Regions from separate parts of the Mus musculus genome. Here region 1 is linked to region 2. Evidence: chromatin contacts called from public promoter capture Hi-C data. All regions are on one chromosome and are shown on one strand. Each heading gives the region's core, a stretch centred on a gene start, on an enhancer-like site or on the middle of the called end of the contact. The rest is flanking DNA. Distances are from core to core; before and after follow the strand shown.

Region 1 (4,144 bases), core at 93-2,592, 88 kb before region 2:
GCCTCGAACTCAGAAATCCGCCTGTCTCTGCCTCCCAAGTGCTGGGATTGAAGGTGTGCACTACCGCCGCCCGGCTTTTGTTGGTATTTGTGATTGTCTCACTGGCTATAGCTTCTAAGAGATGTAACATTTGGTTTTTTAATGTATAAAATCCCCTGCTTGAGAGCTGCAGAATACACTCAGATTCCATCTGCCTCTGTGTTTGTTTCTGTTTGTCACCGCTGAATCCTTACCCATCCAGCTTCAAGGACCTTCATTCCAGGGACCCCCATACCCGACTGGGCACAGTCCCATGTGCCCAGGCTGTTTTTGAAACTGCAATTCCACTGCCTCAGCACCCTAGATACTGGGATTATCAGCATGAGCCACTATATCTGGCAACATTTAGGTCTGAAAAAGGGGGTGGGGCTCATAGGACACAGCAAAGACTAGAGTTCTAACTGTACAAAGACATATAACTATGACACCAGGGCTTCCTCTGAGTTCATAGAAAGGCTTGTGGGCTAAGCACTGTATAAATCAACAAAATGCAAATCCCTAAGCTTTAATCTGAACATGTCACCTACCTGTGGTGTCTGCTAGGCCACCGTTGCTCTGCTTGTTTCTGTCTAAATAGGCGTGTTGGGTCTTGTTAGCCACAGACATCATTTTCAAGCTTGGTGAAACCTGTAAGCCAGACTTTCCCTTCTCACAAAGGAAACCCTTGAGAGCCTGGTACTGGTGGCCCAAGGTCTTATCTATCCACCTTGGACAGCAGAGTTCAAGGACACATATCTCCACCTTCTGAAAGTCAAATGCTTCCAGCCATTGGCCACCCAAAGTCAATTTCAGATGTTCTTTTGAGACATGGTCTGTCCTGTCTCAGACTTAGGAAGCAGTCGACTTTGAGCTTGGACTTCTGCTTTTCTGACCCTCTACTCCCAATTGCCCGGATTATGGGGTGCTGGCCACTGAACCCAGGGTTCTGTGCATGCCAGGCAAGCGCTATACCAACTGAGAGCATCACCCCTGGCCCTTAGATACACTTCTGAAGGAAAACAGCCTGTTGGTCCACGGTTCCAAGCACAAACTGGGGACCTGCAACACCTCCTGCACGTGTCCAGGGGCACCTTGCAAGGGGTTTTACAGTGTGGGACCAGCAAAGGTGACAGGTCTGGACCCATCAATCATTCTCTTGTTAGGCCAAAATAATCCAGTGTATGAAATGTTACGATGAAAAATCTGCTTTGCAGTTTTTTTTTTCCTTGAGAAAATGTCAACTAATTGAAGCCAAACAGCTAGGGTAGCCTCAACTCCCCACCCTGGTGTCACTGCAAGGTGTGTGGCAATCTTGAGGATCTTGCCTAGGAGTGACAAAGTCCACTTTGGTGGCACAAGCTTTACAGAATCAATCGTCCACAAGGCATGTTTCTGGTTTTAATTTTTTTTTTCTTTGATAAATCAATTGCTTCACAAAAATCCTTTTAAAGACAACAATCCAAGAAAACATATTGTTACAGTATTCACATTTTAAAGATTGTCAGTTTCAAAGACCGAACTTAACTGAAGAAGGCAGCCTGCTGTGTTCCAGTCACAACCTGCGGGAGGGGCCTCTGGGATGGGCATTTCCCTGCCAGCCATGGGGGAGGAGCAAGTCTCCCGCTGCCCCCACAGGTGCACTGGCCACCCAGCAGGCTACACAGTGGCCCGTCAGCCCTAGCCGCAAGGGTCACAGTGCATATTGCATATACACTTCTATTTGACAATCTGGAATCAAGAAAGCAGAAAACCTGAGCCCACCGGAGGAGTGGGTCAGCCAGTCTAGATTTCTGCTAGACAGCCAAACAGCAGGAATGACACGAGTTGACTGTAGGTCTCAGAACACATTCAAAAGGCTCCAATGTTTGGGAGTCTGACCATTTAAACAAAGCTCAAAGGTTTTCTGCACTGGCCAAGGAAAGGCGAGCAGGAGTTTTGCTCGATTTTTTTTTTTTTTTTTTGAAACTGGGTTTCACTACACACCAGAGGCCAACTCGACCTTGCAGCAATCCTCCTGCTTCAGCCTCCTAAGTGCTTGTTTACAGGAATATGCCATTGTGCCCAGCAAGCAGGTGTCTCAAAGGTGCAACTGGCAGACACCAAATCTGCTGGGCAGGGACTCTATGAACCAGCATGGCTCGCCTCATGGGGAGCACTTAAAAGCATCTCTGTGCACGGGGAGGTGAAAGGATATGACCCTGTGCCAGCTCTTTTACTAGCTTTTTTTTTTTAAGACAGGGTCAAGTAGCCCAGGCTTGCCTCCTGTCTCAGGTTCCTGAGTGTTGGGATTACAGGAGTGTGTCACCGTGCCTGGGGTTCTCTTACGATCTTCATGATATTCCTTTGATTTAGCAGGCTAGAGTTCTGTGCTTAGGAAAGATGATTTCAACTGGAAAGGACACGGTAGAGCATGGTGTTCGAATCCCAGCTAGAGCGCCACCAGCTGGTGCAGCAGGGGCTGTGCTTCCATTTTGGGGACTGGCAGAGCTCTGCAGGGCTCACAAGAGAGATGTACTTCTGCTCTAAACCTAATAGAGCCAGCTGATCGTGCAGGCTTTTGTATGCCGGACTTAAACTGTTAAAACAGTTTGTAAATAGGTAAGGGAAAGACTGCTTGAAATAGTATTCTCTCCTCAAAGGAGTTGCTGGCAAGTTCTGGGGGTTTTATTTTGCTGTCTTGGACGCACCTTAAGTGGTTCAAACGGAGCCCCCATTCTTTTTGCTGACTACTTGGCTGTTCAGGTGTGCTCAATGGCTGAAGAGAATCAAGACATTTGGGGTGATGGTGAACTATTCCTGAATTAGCTAAAGAGGTAACCGTGGGGTAACCGTGGGGCCCAAGGCAGGGACCCCTAGACAGCTGTTCCCTATCTGCAGGTGGCCTAGGTACCACTGTGAAGACAGATGCCTGTTTCCTAAGAAAAAGCTTCCCAAGTAGACCCAAACAAACCAAACCAAATCTCAGCCTTGACACTCAGAAATGAGGTCCTCAAACTGTCCTGAGTCTGTAGTGGTAACAGAGAGGGGGAGGAGCCTGGAGAGTGAGTGACAGTGAGAGCCACCAGTGGGCCCCACCGCCACGTTACAGCCATGGTTCTAACTTCTAGGTGTCTGCCAGTAAGAAAGACAGTTTAGGTGTTTGCTGTTTACACCAGCTCTGAGCCAGTGGGGCAGAACACACTTTATATTAGTTTATAATAAACATTCTCTATATAACAGGTTTTAACTAAAAAAAAAAAATCTAAAATTACCACCCAGTTAACATAGCCAGGCAGCCATGGAACTGCAGTCAGACTAGGCGTGGCAGAGCCCTCACTTACCGTACGTCCTACTGAGTACACTGTGTAAGATGCTCTAGCGAGTGTAAAATGTAGCAGTCTGCATCACACATGAGCAGAAACTGGAGATGTCAAAAGCTCACTTGACAGTTGTTTCCTTTTAGCAGCTGAGGCGAGCCCTCTCCTCCCCAGAGAGCAGGAGACCATGAGCAGGTGGCCGCCTTTCAGAACATTCCGAATCGAAAGACAAGCATGTGCTGTTGCTTCTCTAGAAATTTATCCTCAATATAGTCATAATCCAATTAATAACTGATTTATAAAAATAGCTTTTTATCCAATAATCCCAGCAAGGTAAAAATAGGAGTTTCTTTTTCTATATAGCAAATGAAACAGGCAAATGCTGCCTGAGAGAACTGAAGTGTGTGGTGGGCACCCACAGCCCACCGGGGCCAGAGCCCTCTCGCTCTGCAGCCTGCGTGCAGGTCATCTTTCAGACCTGTGAGCGGCACCAGCAGCCGCCCCCAGACCTGCTGTAAACCACACGACTCAATTGCAACTGCAGAATTTTAGAAAATGGCAGCACTGTTCCTTAATCTCGTCAAGGACTCAAGGGGCAGGGGCCACGTTTCTAGCATTAAAAACCCATACACGCACATCTGAAGGAAGTCGCTGCACCGGCAAAGACGTCTTGAAGCTTGCTGCGAAATACAAAAGTGCACCTTCTATATCTACATATAAAACAGGTTACAAAGACAACTGTAAGATGCTTGCTGTGCAAACAGTGAAGAGTCCAGCGCCCAGCTCCACACTGACCCCGTTGGTGCTTCCTACTGAAGGGAGTCGCTGTT
Region 2 (3,744 bases), core at 528-3,027:
GGGTTGGCCATTTAGGAAGCACTACTCCATATCTAGAGCTAACATAGAGTCAAAGCCTTTGTATTACCAGTGAGGTCCAATCTTCCATCTCACTGTGAGCTGAAGTCTTAGGTTATGCGTCTGGCCCACCTCACTTCATGCTACTGACTTTTCGTTCTTTGCCTCCCCCACACCCCCGAGATCATATTTAACATCTCACCTTTGAGCACACTTTGTGTCTTGGGATGTAGCTCTTTCTCCTTTGCACTCTTCTCTGACTCTGTAGACAGCCTCACTACAGAAACCAGTTCTCCCGGGAACACCCTTGCCTCCAGGAGCACAGCCTGGGGAGAGCAGACAAGCAAAGATACTCACTTCGATAACAGCCATTACAATGTATTATATATTCATATTCACATGGCACACTTATTACAATGGTCATAACATATGGGAATTATGAATGCTCTGACAAATACCCCAAAAGCTGCAAGAAAAATATACCCCAAGTTCCAGGAAAATCACTATTAGCATCTGGGTAAATGAAAACAACTTTATTTCCCTAATCTTTGCAGAAATTTCCCAAAATAGGCACTTGGAAAGTTTTTATTAAAAATAAAGACTTTGCCAGCTTCGTTATACAAAGCTTCAGGATATCTTGGAGAAGAGCCTGGTTCTATGTTCTGCAGAAACCTGGGGCTCAGGGGTTGGGAGGATGGGAGACAGATGCTTCTGAGAAAAGCTCTTGCTGTCACGTGTCCTGCAAAGCCTCAGTTAGACAGACCTGTGTTGGGGGGAGGGGGGGAGCCTGTGTTAGCATGGGGGAGGGGGGAGGGAAGTGCTGGCCTCTGGATGGCAGCCATCATGCCGGCTGTAACACTCAGGCCTGGATCCTGGATGCAAGGCCCAGTTGGCTCTCAGCCCAAGACTCCTGGGTCTTAATACAGGGCAGCCAGTTTACTCTACTGGCTATTTTGTTACTTTACAAAATACTATGTTTCTTTTTGCAAAATTATCTCCCTACAGTTAGTAAAGTTGCAGAAACACTATCTACTAGTAAATAGGATGTAGATAATTGCTTCAGAAGTGTTACAATTTGAGAAGAATCTTATTGTAATTCAGCCGGCAACCGCTAAGGTATGTGTTAGATCCTAGGATGCTTCATGCTAGGGAGGGGGTTGGGGGGTGGAGCAAAAGAACCGGAAAACTTCTATTTATACTGATGATTCTCCGTGTGTGTACAAATTATGTGTACCGATACACGCTGGAAAAAAATCGCTGGGAGCAATATACCTGAAGGAATAATTAAACAGTGCCCATTTGACGACGGGAGCCCTCTGTCACCTGTATTTTATATTGCTGTGAGCATTTCCTGCTTTGGGGCCAGTTCAATGACAGCTCTTGACAAGCAAGCGCAGGGCCCTAGGTTCCATCCACCGAACCCAACCCAAACAAAACCCAATACTAGTTTTGCAGAGAAAGCCAGGTTTCGTTTTAAAAACAGCCTCAGTGACTCGGTTTCACTCCTGCAGAGAAAACCCTTCTGTCCGGGTCAGGTGAGCACAGGCCCTAGGACCCCTCTCCGCACCGGGCCCACGGGTGCAGTTAAGGGTCAGGCTAAGGGCCCGGTATGTCCCGCCCGTTAGCCCTTTACCTTCAGCGCCCGGATCCGTCCTCCCCGCAGGAGGAGAGAGACCGCCATGGCACAAATGCCAAGAGCGGAGGTCGCACTTAGGTACGTGACCTACTTGTGCACACGCACCACCCCAGGCTCCGCCCCGCGTCCACGTTCACCAATCGCACACCATGGTGGACCCAAGCGTTTGCGCGCGCATTCTGGGAGGGCTCCTTAAGGCCACGCCCCTAACTGAGTCCACCAATTCCGGGTTCGGGAAAGCGTGGGGTCCTCCCCTGGGTAGATCCCGCTGAAAGTCCCGCCCCTCCGATTTGGGCCTGCCCACCTTGCCCTGATCTCGCCCTTAACTCTGGTCTGTAACCTACCAAAATTGCACAGCTAGAATCATGTCCTTTGCGTTTCTGGTTCGACTTGAGAGACTTCTGTGTTTGGTGAGATCTTTGTGAGTTTGTTGTTTCTTGGAGATACAACTCGGTGGTAGTGCGCTTGCCCAGTAGGGGCGTGGTCTTGAACAAACAAACCAGAAGCTGGGCATGGAGGTGCCCACCTACCATACCAGCAGTAGGGCTAGTTCAAAGACAGCCTGCTCTTTTACAGAGTAACTGTAAAGATTGTTTGTAATCAATAGATAAACTTGGGGCTAGAGAGATGGCTCAGCGATTAAGAGCACTGACAGCTCTTCCAGAGGTCATGAGCTCAAATCCCAGCAACCACATAGTGGCTCATAACCCTCTATAGTGAGATCTGATGCCCTCTTCTGGTGTCTGAAAATAGCTACAGTATACTTATATATAACAATTAAGTGTGGGGGGGGGGGAGGAGAAAGAAAAGTACCTGTCATTTGTCCCTATTATACACACACACACACACACACACACACACACACATATATATATATATACTCACACACATGCACACCCAACTTCACCAGTTGAGGACCAAGCCTTTAACACACAAAGCTTTTTGGAGAACCATATCTAAGGCACAGCTGTGTTACAGTATGTGTTATTGGAATTCCTCTTCCCACTGATTGATTGGTGGCCCCTCGCACACGTTTGCCCAGTGCACAGTAAGTATTTCACATAGATGGTTATGTCTATACCTCCAATTTTCCACCAAGGAAAATTCAATGTCAGTGAAAGGATTCAGAACAATGAAATGAATTACTGAGAAGAAAAAAAAATATTAGAGCTGTTAATGCTGTGTCCAGGCTGTCAGGGGGACAATGGCATGACGGGAGCTCCAAGGAGTGTTCAGGCTCCAGAGACAGAGTGCATTGCAGGCCTCTGAAGACTGGAGACAGCCCATGTGAGAGCATCTTCTAGATCTGAGAATGGGAAAGGTTTCTGTGACATGAGATTGCTACGGACACTGTGGGCTGAGAAGAAGCTCGATCTACCACACAAATAATTGTCCTTCTTCACCTACTCTTGTCTCCAGGGGACACTTGCATGCTTTAGAGGTGAGTAAATAATACTGAGGGGAACGGGTACCACCTGTCCTTTGTGGGACTGGAGTTGGAGCTGTAAAACCATAGGACTCAAAACCTCCACTTCTCACAGCCGACCAGTTTAGACGCTGGAGGAACTGGGAGATGCAAGAACAAATGCAAGGGAAAGACTACTCAGTGGGAGAGCTGTATGCATTTGCCCTCCGAGGGCTCATGAGCTGGAAGTTCTTGGTCTCCAGGGTGATGGTGAAGGACTAGAAGCAATAAGAGGTGGGGCTGTGGGAAGTAATCCATTATTATGGGTGTAGTAAGAGGTGGAGCCCATGGAAAGTAATTCCTCACTATGGGTACAGCTCTTGGAAGGGACTAATATAGCTACTATGGGAACCTGGTAATTCTCATAAGAAGTGTGTGATGTTTTGAGGGTGATTGCCTTGGTTGATTTGGAGGGTTTTGTTTTGTTTTGTTTTGTTTTGTTTTTAAGACAAAGTCTCCCTATGTAGCCTAGGCTGTCCTTGAACTTACTCTCCTTAGGAATCTGTCTTTCCCTCCTTCCTCTTTTGTTTCTTTGTTTCTTTTCTTTTAAAGATGTATTTATTTTATGTATGTGAGTACACTGTCCCTGTCTTCAGAAGAGAACATCAGATCCCGTTACAGATGGTTGTGAGCCACCATGTGGTTG

Evidence for each region. Promoter capture Hi-C pulls out the DNA fragments that hold promoters and counts their contacts.
Region 1: a contact with region 2 is called in a promoter capture Hi-C map of liver. The contact joins the enhancer-like site here to the promoter of Ndufv3 in region 2. A contact is called at or near these places in 1 of 39 promoter capture datasets (liver), 1 of 15 datasets of contacts at CTCF or cohesin (the NIH/3T3 cell line), 11 of 484 Hi-C or Micro-C datasets (bone marrow-derived macrophages, cerebellum, colorectal tumor organoids and 2 more), 14 of 115 datasets of contacts at active chromatin or transcription factors (the 230-238 cell line, CD8 T cells, the HPC-7 cell line and 7 more) and 4 of 9 other capture datasets (adipose tissue, embryonic stem cells, liver and 1 more).

What each region holds. Positions count from the first base shown.
Region 1 is chr17:31,604,944-31,609,087 of GRCm38.p6, reverse strand. Pknox1 (Pbx/knotted 1 homeobox) reads right to left here. Exons shown (of 11, transcript NM_016670.3): 11 at 1,395-4,144. The coding sequence ends at 4,124. Among named protein-coding and RNA genes, the nearest start is that of Cbs, 30 kb to the left of the region's middle. Within about 2 kb of position 1,342, at least 4 of the 459 cell types and tissues checked have an H3K27ac peak or open chromatin away from gene starts, as enhancers often do. A contact at or near this core is called in liver, where this site is marked.
Region 2 is chr17:31,518,148-31,521,891 of GRCm38.p6, reverse strand. Ndufv3 (NADH:ubiquinone oxidoreductase core subunit V3) reads right to left here and starts at 1,777. Exons shown (of 4, transcript NM_030087.2): 1 at 1,631-1,777; 2 at 200-323. The coding sequence starts at 1,678. It also overlaps a transcript of Wdr4 not described here.